Linked DNA regions of Mus musculus: region 2 is linked to region 1. The links are chromatin contacts, called in public HiChIP or PLAC-seq maps. All regions are on one chromosome and are shown on one strand. The core of a region is the stretch at or near the end of the contact, and the rest is flanking DNA. Distances in the headings are between cores, read along the strand shown.

Region 1 (7,140 bases), core at 2,852-5,351:
CCTTCTTAATGAACTAGGATTGAGATAAATCCTCAGCCTATGCAGTACCTCCAGATCACCATTGCTTTTGTCTTCTTTATTTCTCATCGCCCGTCCTGTCACTCAACACCTCACCTCACCTGTCACCATTCCAGACCCTCATTCCTGATGCTTTTGGTCGATATTGTATTTTAAAATATTATTAAATAAAACTAACATTGTATTTTTTAGTTTGCTACATACTTTAATACACACAACTTCATGGACCTTTTGCAATCTTACAAACTTATGTAGCTTGTGAATGACTAAGCACAGGGTCCTTAGTTCTGGCCCCTGTATCATGGTGACCATTTTCATTACATTGTTTGATGTCTGTCAGAGCCTGAAACAGACCCATTCCTAACATTATTAACTACAGCTTAAAACAAATCACTAAAAGGATAATTTTCCCTTTGAGAATTTTCTACACTTCCAGTGGTGAACTTCCTGTCTTACAAGAGCTCCTGTTACTGCAGAAGGAAATAGAGATCAACTGAAAATGCTTAATAATCCTTATTCATGTATGACAAAGTTTGAGCTGCCCCGAAACCCTCTCAAGGCATGACCTTCAGGATTAAAAACAATACTCAAAGACTGGGGATAGAACCCAGTGGTAGAGCAGTTGTCTAGTCTGTGTAAATCCCTGAGTTTGATCTCCAGTGAACCTCCTCCCCCACACACATACCACACACACGCTCTCTTTCTTTTTCTTTTTCCCCTCTCTCTCAAGGATTCATGAAGACTTAAGTTTGCTATAACATATAATAGGCATAAAAAGGAGTTTACCCAAAATCCCTCCCCCCTTTTTTTGGTAATTGTTCTTGAAAATTTAATTAAAATACAATCATTCCCCCCCCCACCACCTCACATGCTGTTTTCAAATCAATGACCTTATTCTTTATTGGGGAATACTACATGTATAAATGCAATCTGCTGAGTCCATTTAGTGTTGCTTGTATGTGTATTTTTTAGGATAACCTGGGACTGGATAACTATTTAGGGTGCCATGTGTGAGGAAGACTAAATTGCCTCTCAGCAGTTAATTGCCTATAGCTCTGCATCAAGTGGTGAGGTTCTATAGATTTCCCCCTTCCATGTTGGCTTGTTAGTGTCATCGTTTAGATCTTGAACTGTCTTAGTTTTGAGATCTCCTGCTCATAGAAACTCATCATATCTAGAAAACAATCTTGCAGTAGAATTCCTGGTCCCCTGGCTCTTACAATCTTTCCCCTCCCTCTTCTGCCGTTCCTTTGGCCTCAGGTATATGGCTACCATACACTTGTGTTCAAGATGTGTCATCAGTGGGGCATGTCACAGAACTCTGCATTTTGATTAATTGAGGTTTTTGTTTATCAGTCTGCTTTGAAAAGTAGCTTCTTTGAATGAGGCATGAAGACTACATTCATCTGTGACTCTGAGGCAAGTAGACAAGTTAGGGATGTCCTCAGGCTTTTTGTAATGAAGTGGTGATCAATTAAGGGGCATTACACTTAATAGATGAAAACATGCAAATAGTCACTATTCTGTAAATTATAGGATGGTTGTTTGTACTTCACCAACTTTGGCAGACTCTTTTCCTTGATATTCTGTTAGGAAACAAACTTTGCTTTGGTTTTGGCAACAAAAGGGGTAAGGGAAGAGGGGGGAGGGAGGATAGCCCACATCCGGCCAGAGTTCCTCCTATGCTCTTGGGCATCTATGCCACTGACCTCACTTGGTGGGGGATGGGGAGGTGGACAAGGGGCAATCCCTGACCGGGTTATGGAAGAGAGGGCAGAAGGGGTGAGGTTCCCATGCAGATGAGAGTAAGTGCAGGGGGGCCTTGATGAACAGAGACAGTCTATGGTTTTAGAGCTTTATTGTAGAAAGGCAGGGAGAAAGGAGAGAAGGTGGAATGAGAGAGAGACTGGCCATGGCCAAGCGGAGAGAAGGGGGAAAAGGAGAGAGAGAGAGAAGAAAGGCTAGAGAGTTAAATGGAGAGAGCGAGGAAGAGAGTGAGGAGAGGAGAGGAGAAAGTAAGAAGAGTGTAAGGGGAGTAAGAGAGTGAGGTGGGGCCAAGCAGCCCCTCTTATGGTATGCTGCTATCTTTACTGTTGCTAGGTAACTGGGGCAGAGTCTAGCCTGAAGGTCAGAAGCTTGGGATGTTGCCTACGTGACTACTAACCATGGTTCTCTTGTGGGGGCTGGTGGGGGCGGGGGGTCAGTAACTTCAACAGGAGCCAGGGTTCCAGGAGACATGAGAGAACTCCTTCTATCCCATGTAGGTGAATTATCACCACTGGGTCCCGGGGTTCAACATAAAGTGTCAACTGGAAACCAGGCTGTCTGTGCATAGCCAAATGTCCCACAAGTCAGTAACATCTTTGTCAAATGTCTTCTTCACCTGTCATTTTTGATATCAGAACTTCATGATGCAAGTTAGTCTAGTCAGAAGTTAAGCTTGATTCTTTCCTTACTAATCAGCATCAAGTCCTGACATTTATATAAAACGTATTGGGAACTTGATCCTTATCTCGACAATCAATGCCTGCCTAAATTAGCATAGGTTTATTTAGCTTATTTTCATAGCCACCAGTCTCTCTTTTCAGATTTTGTCCGATTGAGTGGCCATGGTGGCATTTCTTAAGTTAAGAGTCTGAGTCACTAACACTTCCAGAATTCCTCATAATCTATGCCTCAGCCCCTCAACTAGATCATGGCGAATGCTCCACACTGTCTTCCAACCTGCCAAGTGATCTGTCTCCTTCAGAACTTTAAAGCAGCTGTTCCTAGAAGTCTATTCTGGTAACTAATCATCGGAATTCCTTTGAATAAACAAATATGCAGCTTATATCTGAAATGCTACCTCATCTCAGAAGTTTCCTTTTCTCCCCTTTAAAGTTTAAAAGAAGGCAAAAAGCAACCCTTAATCTATTTAAAACAAGAAACCATAATACTTTTGACATAATGCATTTCCTTTACTGTAAGTAAGGAATACTTGCTAATTAAACACAAAACAAAAAACTCTTTCTGTGTAACTGGAGCACTGTGGCTCACACCTACAATCTCAGCACCACTGAGGCCAGGGTAGGGGTAACACGAGTTCTGGCAATCCTGGCTAGTAAGCAAGATACAAGCAAGCAACAGCAACAATCACCACAAAGCCAAAGCCAAAAAAGCCCATCTATGGAACCTGCATAATACAAGTAAAGCCAGCTTTAATACACAAGGAAGGTAGAGAAATTTGGGGAAACATTTTTAGTATGTTTGGGGTATTCTTCCCGAGGTACATTTCCCCACATTTTGTTTAGGCTAGTACGTGTTCCTTTATTATAAACAAATATAAACCAAGTAACTATTTAGTGTTCATTAAAAAAGAAGACATATTTATCTGTTTTCTTAGTTTTGCCGTTACGGCATTTGACATTTTGGTTGTAGTGATAGACTTGAAGCTGTCAAATCTATCAGCAGAAGTAGAGCTAAATCAAAGGTATTATTTTCCGGTATCTTATTGTAGTTTTGGCAAAGTCAAATCTGTCACTAAGATCCGCCCCTTTATCTGTTCGCTGAAATAACAACTGAACAAGTCTTTAGGTCAATTTTTCCGCCTCACTTATTTCACAACTTTAAAGTGAGGTGCAAGAACCTCTGGTTCGACTTTCAGCCTTCCTCCCGGGTTCCTCCTGGGACAGACCTCTGGACGAACCCCGACCCCAAGTCCCAGCTCGGCTTCCAGGAGTCTGCACAGATCAGGCCATTGAAAGTTCCAAGAAGCCGGGCTGGCTGTCGCCCACAGGCTGCTCTGGGCGACAAACGTGGTTTAGGAACGCGGAAAAGCGGAAGCCCTTGGACCTCCGCGCCCCGCCCTCGGCGCCACTACCACGCCCTGCGCGAGACTCAGACCAGACACATCGAGCGCAGAATGGCGATGCCTCTCTGCCAGGCGTCTCCATCAGAAGCCAGCAAAGCCCAGCAGCGGGCAGTAGCTGTCCTTCCCGAACGCCGGGCGGGCTGCGGTCACCCCCCAGCCAATCCCGAGCCGTCGCAGACAGGCAGCGAATCGGCGGCCGGCATTCCAGGCGCGATGAGTCGAACTCCGACGCGGGGATCGGGCGGCCCGCGGAGCCGGGGCTGTTTCTCAGCAATCCGTGCCAGGCGTGGCTCCAGGCCTTTCCACTCCGACTCTGCGCGTGCGCCCGCCCGGCAGCCGGCGGCCGCGGTGTCCGCTGCAGCCCGCCGCCAGGGAGTCGCGCCGATGCACGGGCAACAACGCGGGCCACGATGACAGATTACGGCGAGGAACAACGCAACGAGTTGGAGGCTCTGGAGTCCATCTACCCCGACTCCTTCACAGGTGACTTTGGCGGCCTCCTGCTCCGGGGCGGAGGCCGGGGCCCCGCGGCCCTTCCTGCCGCTCTCCAGACAGTTTCCAGCACTCGCCTGCTTCCTTCCCCACTGTCCTGAAATCCGAAGGTCCGGGTGGCTCTGCGGAGGCCCTGGAATTGGTCCTGACCGCTTTGGTTTCGCGTAACCTCCGTCATCCGAGATTCACTGAAGCACGCGGGGGGTGGGGGGAACTAGCAGTGCGATGAGTTTCTCCAGAGCCGCTTAATGTCCCCCCTTTACCTCCTATTTTAAGCTCTGGTGAAGTAGCAGCTGTTTTCCCTGCTGAGAAGATTGGGATGCTGGCTTTTGAGAGCAGCACACTCGGGGATGTCTTATTCTCTCTATAAGAGTGATCAGGCATTCTGCAGAATGCCTGATGAACGATGTGGTCGCTGTGGTTCTTAGGTATCTTAGACGTCGTCGAGGTTCTGGAGGCCCAGGGAAGGCAAGTGGCTTGTGCTCTCCCTCCTCCAGCCAGAGGTCCTTAGTTCTTACATCCTGAAGACTTCGGTTAAGGATTCAGCCTCAGCTTAGATGTAGGAAGAGCTGATTGGGTCTAAGGGAAAGCATCCGTCAGGAAATTCATTAGTAGAATCTTTCCTTGTGAGTCTGTTTCCATGGAAAACCTATCTATGGGTCTTCTCAAATTAGGGAAGCACTCAAGGTAAAGTCAGTATGAACGTAGGCTGGGGATTGATGGGATTTACATTCCACAACCCTTCCTCCAAGTGTTGTCAAGTATTACTTAGTGTCTGAATTAAGAACCCAAGGCATATTACTTTAAATCCTAAACCATCCCTTTCATTGCTTAGCTTAGTTTTCTTTCTTGGCTTCACTTTTTGACCAACTTTTTGCAATGGAAGCAAATTTTGTTCTGCTTTGCCAACAGGCAGATGTCTCTCAGCTACTCCTGTGTAGCTCCAGTCGAGTTCATGTTCTCTCGCACCAGCAATACAGCTGTGTTGCGGATGTTAAGGGATGAGTGAAGAGGGGGTTGAGAGTGTCATTACCTGGGTGAGTGTATGTGTGGAGTCTGGCTTCCTTCTCTATCCTTGCTTATATGTCAGTGTCAAACTAAAATAAAGCGCTAGTGTCAGTTGTCCGATATAGTCTGAATTACGATGTTTAGACCTTTCTAGCACGTTAGAAATATAATAGGCATGAACCCTTTGTAGGCAGAAACAAAAATGCATGAGGCATACAGTATTTTTAACTTGTCTTAAATATTAGGTTATCCTTCACTAAGTTCCGCGCATGTGTGTCTTACAATGGCACATTTTTTATGTCTTAAAGCAGTATTGTATTGAATTTTGCTAGGTCCCAGTAGTAGTAGTATATGGAATTCTTGTCAGATGTACAAGTGCATAAGGAGCCTGAGTGAGCCAGGGTAACAAATGACGACTTACGATTATTTTGATGCACTCACCTATTCCATAGCAACCTGCTGAGCCTGCTTGTAATTCCTTTCTGCATCCATACACATTTTTGCAATAAAAACAATCTTGATTAATTGTTCTTAGGGATTTTGTATTGCTCTTGGTATTTTTTTTTTTTTTGAAACCTTTTAGGGAAAAGGTAGGACTTTTTGGTTTTTGGAGACAGGGTTTTTCTGTATAGCCTTGGCTGTCCTGGAACTCACTTTGTAGACCAGGTTGGCCTTGAGCTCAGAAATCCGCCTGCCTCTGCCTCCCAAGTGCTGGGATTAAAGGCATGCGCCACCACCACCCGGCTAGTTTGCAGGTTTTTACTTCATTTTATATCCTACTTAATACTAGATTTGGCAACTGCTCAGTCTGAGGAAGGAATTGGCTCTCCCACCCCACCCCACCCTGTCTTTAATGCATACCCAGTGAACTAGGAGAGAAGCATTTGTTAGGTCCACTGACCTTGTGTGATGTCAAAAAGGTGCACTTGTGGCCCACAGACCTAGCTGAGCCTTAGCATTAGTTGCTGTTCTATTGTTGGTGACCTTGTAGTCTAGTGCTACATTGGTCGCGAACTGTCATCACACCCCAGTTTCTTCTTTTTGCCTGTTCGGTAGCTTGGTTGCACTTTGACCCTCCTAACAACCTGTATAAACAGACTGTCTCAATACCATTCTCCCACCAGTTGTGCATCACTTGACAAGGATCTGGTAAGGTAGTAGAATTTAGTTATTTCCATTGCTCTATTAGAATAGCTGATAGAGGGGAGCTTTTTGGAAGTCAGTGGTTGACCTTTAGTAAATCAAAATCAAGTTCCCTTAATTTTGTCTGCTTTACCAAGATGACATCCTATATGTGCTTCATCTGTCCCCTGAGGAGTAGTCATTGGCACTCCACAGACACGATGATATGGAGGAAGAGGAGAGATCATATTGTGAAAGCAGATGTTCTGGAGAAATCCTTGTGATCTTTTCACGGTGGTGGGAGGCTGCACATGCGGTTTATCCTATCCATAGCAGTGCATTAGAACAAGCAGTGGTGCTTATCATCAGAAGTGGGAATCCACAGTGTGTGGTGGTACATGGCTATCTTCCAGTACTTGGAAGCACGAATCAGGCGAATGGAAAATTCTAGGCCAGTATGGATTATGTGATGAAACTTCATCTTAAAGAACAAAACAAAATTTAGGGGTTAGTAATCTTTGCAAGTATAATTACCTCCCCACAACCTCTTTGGTTTTCTGAGACAGGGTTTCTCTATGTAATCCTGGCTGTCTTGGAACTCAGTGTGTAGACCAGGCTGGCCTCAAACTTCTAGAGATCCTCCTGCCTCT
Region 2 (7,140 bases), core at 2,558-5,057, 340 kb before region 1:
CTGGGAGACAATAATTCCAAAAGTAGACACAGATACTCAAGTACTGTGAAGGGAACATCTTGAGAGGAGCAGACAGCTCTTTCCTCATAGTCTTGCTCAGCTGCACCAATGCTTGCTTCCTTCCATTCCAATCACCTACGCCAACTTCTCTTCTAGTCCAGAAGAAACATGTTGCTAGAAAATGATCTGCTTTCTTATTTAACCATTACTTGATAAAGACAAACTGGTACTGGGACCCATGACTTTCATACATCAGAAATGAGAGACTTGGTGTCCAAAGCATTTGTAAAATTAGCTTGAATATTTCTGTCCTTCAAAAGCAATAAGGGTAACATAATTGTCATTTTAATTGACTCATAGAATTGTACATATTTATGTGCATACACAGCACTTGGAGACACATACACTGTGTAAAGGTCAAAGTAAATTCTTCACATTACATGTCTATCACATGTGATGTAATGTCTATCACATCAGGCACTTACCATCTTACTGTGTGTTACAAGTTATGGCTTCTGTCCCGCTACGCCTTTTACCTGTTAAGCATTCTCTGTCCATATCTTTTAATCCTCATCCTATTGTTCCCTTTGAGCCAATTTGCCAGAAAGATACTATCATTCCCAGCTAAGTTTATTGTTTGTGCTTACAAAGGCTGGCATATTCCTGAGTTCAAGGTCAGCCTGGAATTGAGTGACTATAGGCCCAGGTAATTTCAGGACAGGATCTCACCCAACTAAACCTATTTTCCATGCTTACAAAGGCAGGCAAATCTCTGAATTCATTTGCATTGTTTTAAAAAAAATTGGCTTGCTGTTTTTTGTTTTTGTTTTTAAGAATCAGGGAATTGGGGTCTTGGAATACTTACTCATGGGATAATCAAAAAGGAAACTGGAGTAAATGACTGAATTGATATGTAAATAAAAGACTGAGCCTTGGTTTTCTAGAGCTGAACTATCTGGATGAGCTGTCTGGAACTCTTTAGAGGCTGCCAGCTCGTTCTTCCTCTACTCCTGAACACCCCTTCCTCAGGACCCTCTCCAAGCTGAGGCTGGCCTTTGGCATGCATGAATGGATGATGTGAAGATAGAAATACAAAGGGATAATAGAAGAGGAACAGAGAGAAAGGAATATCAAGGATATGTGGGAAATTAGCTTAATGTATATCATATACTAATATAAAAATACCCATGTAACAGCACCATGAAACACACATTGAAAACTTTTTTAAATTAAAAATACATAAAGTCAGCTTCATTTAATTGTAGAATTTCATGTGATGAAATTCAAAGAGTTTAGAATAATCTCTCCTTTTTTTCCTAGTCCCCAACTCTATCATTGGCTTTCTTTTGAATATAAACCATACTTACATTTAAGGGCTTACAATGATTTATTGTGTTATTCTGGCTGTGCTAAAAATAGCTATGTAAGCCAGGCTGCCTCTAACTCCAGAGATCTACTTGCCTCTGCCCCAAGTGCTAGCATTGAAGGAAGGTGCCACTACACCTGCTAGCCCATTGTTGATCAATTACCTCACAGAACTACCAAGCTGTGTTAAATGGAGATGATATTTAACTCAACTGAAATGTGAAAAATTATAATGTAGGTTACTTATTTTTTAACTTATTTTTATATTTTGTAATTATAAAATAATCATTTCCTTCTTTTCTTTCCTCCCTTCTACCCTCTCTCCCATGCACCATCCTTGCCTTCTATCAAATTCATAGCCTCTTTCTTTTAATTGTTATTACACAACACACACACACACACACACACACACACACACACACACCCTGATAAATGTTTGTTTAAAAAATATATTTCTGTTTTAAACTATCTTCTAGTTCTGTGTGCTTATTGACAAAGCCTGTGATTTTTATAACCATGATCTGTTTTTCTCAGACTACTTATTTATGTAGTTTAGGTTTTTACTCTGCTGTACATTAATATCACTTATTATCTTTGTCTTTCTTGGCATTCTCAGGACTTCTCAAATGTGTGTGCAGCACGTATGTAGCTTTGAAAGTTTCCAAGCCATTGTCTCTAAGGACAGTGTATCTGTCTCCTTTCGTTAATCTGAAATAGCCTTAGATTGGGGGATTTCTTTTATCCTCCAGCACAGTCCTAGACCCGCAGTAGGAGTTTAAGAGATTATTAAATGAAAGTTAATTTAAATGCAAATTACCTGTTATATAATTGTTACAACTGTTACAGCTTTGCATATTTTAAAGTTGTAATCACTAGGCTTATTTGGAAGTTACTGACCAAGATTATTTTAAGAAGACAAATATGAAATCAAATAAATATGTGGTTTTTGCTCAAACTCTGAAGAGCTTTGTTTTATGCAAAGACTCTAAGCTCAGGAATTGAACACTGTTCCAAAGGGTCATTTGTAATCTAGTTACCAGAAATTTAAATATGCTTTGTAAAACTAGTCATGCTGTGTGTTAGTGCTAATAAAAGTGGTTACTGTTGTGATGATAATAATTCAGAAGTAGATTTTAGATGAGGCCCTGGGGTGGCACAGTAGCCTGGCATAATCCAGGGAGTTAGAGTATACTCTGGCATTACCCAGTGAGGTCCCAGGTGGGAGAGAGTAGCCTGGCATCGCCTAGGGAGGTCCCTGGTGGGAGAGAGTAGCCTGGCATCACCCAGTGAGGTTCCAGGTGGGAGAGAGTTGCCTGGCATCGCCCAGGGAGGTCCCTGGTGGGAGAGAGTAGGCTGGCATCACCCAGAGAGGTCCCTGGTGGGAGAGAGTAGGCTGGCATCACCCAGAGAGGTGGTCCCAACAGGAAAGGCAGAGGTTACTTTGGACATATTTGATTTTGCTGAATTTTCTCTCACATCCCACATACTCTTCTACTTCATTTCATTCCACTGTTGCTAGTATATATGCAAGTTAGAAAATAAGTGTAAAATCTTGCATGCTTATGGCTTTCTATCACGGTGAGAGCAGGGGCCCTAGTTGGCAGCTGGGCATGGAAACGTCTTGGAAAGTGATTGTATGAACATGGGACTTCTCGGTCTAGTATTCTAATACTGAGAAGGTTATACTGACGCCTGCCCTCACAGTGTCACCTCAGTCCACCCATCTGAGCTCCTGGTTTTTGTTGTTGTTGTTCCTGTCTGTACAGCAGAATGGACGTGAAGCATTTTGTAACTTATTAGTTGTGAACATGTTCCACAAATTTCAGTGATTCACAAAAATTCTGCAAATTATTTTCCTTAGTTTTTGTACTCTACAAGTGGTTTTAAGCTTAAACAAAATGGTCGTGTTTTTGTTAAAGATTGCATTGAAAAGTATACTAATGGGTTGTATTATTTTCCTTAATATTTATGCTTTCCACCATGATGATAATGTACCAAACCTCTGAAACTGTAAGCCAGGCCCAATTACATGTTTTTCTTTATAAGTAGTGCCTTCATAATGGTGTCTCATCACAGCAATAAAACCCTAAGACAGTCCTATACCATCATAATGACCTCTTCATTCTCCCTCTGGTATTTTCTTCACTTTGTGCTTTAGTTCAGGAAATTTTAATTGATTCTTCTTTATAGTAGCTGATAAACCCTTAGTTTCATCAGAGGCTGTTGAGCCTATTAAAGGAAATGTCCTCATCTCTGATATTTGTCTTTATTTTTAATAGTTCCTGTTTCTACACTAAAATAAACCATCTCATTCATGTTCACTTTTTACTAGCTCCTTTGACACTTTAATCCTCATTACATTTAAGTCTCTTCCTGATAGTCTAAGGCATGCATCATCCCTGAGTCCTTCACAGTGAGAGGCTTGAGGAAGCTGTTTGCTTAGTGCATCACTCATAAGACTTGTAGTTGAGTGCCAGCCCTTGTGTGGGCATTAGACACTACAGTGAACACTGTTTGTACTGTTAAGTGAGCCAGTACCTTGTTAGGCCACTGCTGAGTGAAATGTAAGTTTCAGTCAGTCTCACTGAGAGTAGGCTGCCATGGGGTTTTCATCCCTTCAGTGGACCATGGGACTCAGATGGCCTTGGTGCAGTGCTGTCACTGTGGTCTTTATGCTGATGTGCTGGATAGCTGTCCATCAGCATTGCTGCTCCACTCTCAGTAGCAAGCTGTATGCTGTATCAGCACAAGGGTAACACAGCTATGTCTCTCTGCACTTGTGTTCTTACCCCACACAACATTGCAGCCATGTATTTCCCTTCTTTTAGCAATGGAGGCATGATGTGGTTCTGGGCTAGCTAGCTAGGCCTCAGTGGGGAGGCCATTTGCTACAGCCTTCCTGGTTTTCCTCCATGTGAAAAGCCAAATTTGGCCTTTTGCCTGTAGCTGACATAGGCAGAGGCTTCCTGACCCCTCCTAGCAGCAAGTGACCTAGACTTGATATTTACATATAATGTTTGGACCGTAGCTGTTTCGTACCCAGAAAAGAACTTTCATCTTCCACCCTATCAGAGTTTGTCCTTTGTTCTTTCTCATGCCTATGAATACTTGCTGCCCTTCCCTTGGCTTACTAATGATCTTACTTCATCATGAAGAGTCTGAGGAAGTAGGTGGCATTTGTACCTGTCTCCCACAGAAACTTTTATTACTCAACCTTCGCATAAGAGTAGGTCACCTCTCTTGAAGCCTTCTGGGCTCGTGGACTTAGTGTTCTACCCTAGGGGGACAGATCCTTGAAAGTCGGCCTAGTTTCTTGGTGCCTTTCTAACTGTCATATGGTAGTCTGATTCCTCCAGGCTTGACAGTAGTCCAAGGTTTGAAACTGGCTTCTTTCAAGTTTACTATGCATGGCAGCTAATTTCTACTTGTTAATGTAAATAATTTCAAAACTACAATCTCTACAGTGTACTTAGCACTCATGCATATGTTAATCATAACCCTCCTGTCCCAAATGGTCTTTAGATAGTCTATCTGAAACTTGAACTAAGTTATTTCTATAAAAGGTATTAGTTTCCTATACTTGCAGCTATGTAGGTATTTTCAAAAAAGAAATCCCAAGTAATACTGAGAGACAAAAAATACTAAATGCTGGAGAAATTCATTAGCACCACAGTGAATTTGGGCTAGCAAAAGCTAAACTTTATCTCTATACAATCCATGCCATTTATGGCTGGCTGGCTGGCTGGCTGGCTGGCTGTCTCTCTGCCTGCCTGCCTGCCTGCCTGCCTATGTGCATTTGCAGCTCTGAGAATTGAATCAGTGTCTTATGCATGCTAGTCAAGTGTCCTACTCCTAATGACACTCAACTGCAGAAGGAATGTAAGAAAGTGAGGTGATCATGCTTGCTTTAGAAGTAGGATTTAATGATCTTGATTTCTTTTTGATTACCAGTAATCTATTCTGATACATCTTTGAAATATTAATACCTAGTACTGTCATGGAGAAAATCATCTGTATGGCAGTCAAAAATTCAGGAGCTGAAAGTATGAAAGAGGCAGCATTGGCTTACAGTCTAAGAAAATCCACATGTGTATATAGATTTCTGGGAAAGAAGAAATAGTATGACCAAGAGAATGAATTGAAAAGATTATGACAGGGGCTGGAGAGATGGCTCAGCAGTTAAGAGCACTGACTGCTCTTCTAGAGGTCCTGAGTTCAATTCCCAGCAACCACATGGTGGCTCACAACCATCTGTAATGGGATCCGATGCCCTCTTCTGGTGTGTCTGAAGACAGCTACAATGCACTCATATAAAATAAATAAATAAATAAAATAAATAAATAAAATAAATAAATCCTTTCAAAATTAAAAAAAGGAAAGATGTTGACAAAATGAAGCACATGGTTTTCCTTCCATGGAAAGTTTAGGAGTTGGAATATCAGATGCTGCCTTTTGCCAGCTCATCTTAGAAATTCCTACTTTTGAGAGCACATGATGTATTCACTCTATTTCACACCCCTGCCATTCTGCACACTCACACACCCCTGCCATTCTGCACACTCACACACCCCTGCCATTCTGCACACTCACACACCCCTGCCATTCTGCACACTCTCACACCCCTGCCATTCTGCACACTCACACACCCCTGCCATTCTGCACACTCACACACCCCTGCCATTCTGCACACTCACACACCCCTGCCATTCTGCACACTCACACACCCCTGCCATTCTGCACACTCACACACCCCTGCCATTCTGCACACTCACACACCCCTGCCATTCTGCACACTCACACACCCCTGCCATTCTGCACACTCACACACCCCTGCCATTCTGCACACTCACACACCCCTGCCGTTCTGCACACTCACACACCCCTGCCGTTCTGCACACTCACACACCCCTGCCGTTCTGCACACTCACACACCCCTGCCGTTCTGCACACTCACACACCCCTGCCATTCTGCACACTCACACACCCCTGCCATTCTGCACACTCACACACCCCTGCCATTCTGCACACACACACCCCTGCCATTCTGCACACTCACACACCCCTGCCGTTCTGCACACTCACACACCCCTGCCATTCTGCACACTCACACACCCCTGCCATTCTGCACACTTATCTGTCACCTGTGATTTGCCCAAATTTGGGAAACACCACAATGATTCCTGAAAACAGTAATTTACTAATTACCTCATGTGTAATGTAGTCTGTATATTAGGTTTTCTAAAAGACACTGTGAGGGCTGGAAAGATGGCTCAGCAGTTAAGAACAACACCTGCTCTTTCAGAGGTCCTGAGTTCAATTCCCAGCAACCACATGGAGGCTCAAAACCATCTGTAATGGGATCTGATGCCCTCTTCTGATGTGTCTGAAGACAGCTACAGTGTAGTCACATACATAAAATAAATAAATATTTTTTAAAAAGACACTGTGAGAGATGGTTTGAAGATGTACAAGAGGGCACAGAAAGGAGTATAAAAAGAGAGTGTACAAATTCTACCCATTAAATCCATTTCCAAACCAGTAGCTATATCCTCATCATACTGAGGCCTGCAGCCACTTATATTATTTGGGAAAGTGAGCTTCGTGGTCTCATTGGCTCTCTTCTAGTGTGCTTCTGTGGTCCTAATACACTTGTCTTCTTGCTGTCAGCTCACAAAATGGTAGGATCTATGAATTTAATAAATTTGCTAGTTTGGTGGGGTGGAGGTCTCTCTAATAACAAACAATAACCCCAGAATAGTTACACTCTCATTATAC

The links. HiChIP or PLAC-seq counts read pairs in DNA pulled down with a chosen protein or histone mark.
Region 2: a contact with region 1 is called in an H3K4me3 HiChIP or PLAC-seq map of bone marrow-derived macrophages, with 5 times the contacts expected there. The contact joins the enhancer-like site here to the promoter of Rwdd1 in region 1. A contact is called at or near these places in 16 of 39 promoter capture datasets (the 3T3-L1 cell line, 3T3-L1-derived adipocytes, the C10 cell line and 11 more), 1 of 484 Hi-C or Micro-C datasets (bone marrow-derived macrophages), 14 of 115 datasets of contacts at active chromatin or transcription factors (the 230-238 cell line, the NIH/3T3 cell line, bone marrow-derived macrophages and 8 more) and 4 of 9 other capture datasets (adipose tissue, embryonic stem cells, liver and 1 more).

What each region holds. Positions count from the first base shown.
Region 1 is chr10:34,016,577-34,023,716 of GRCm38.p6, reverse strand. Rwdd1 (RWD domain containing 1) reads left to right here and starts at 4,101. Exons shown (of 7, transcript NM_025614.3): 1 at 4,101-4,351. The coding sequence starts at 4,279.
Region 2 is chr10:34,353,423-34,360,562 of GRCm38.p6, reverse strand. All of the region lies in intron 6 of Nt5dc1 (5'-nucleotidase domain containing 1), which reads left to right. Among named protein-coding and RNA genes, the nearest start is that of Col10a1, 33 kb to the left of the region's middle. Within about 2 kb of position 3,807, at least 14 of the 459 cell types and tissues checked have an H3K27ac peak or open chromatin away from gene starts, as enhancers often do. A contact at or near this core is called in bone marrow-derived macrophages, where this site is marked.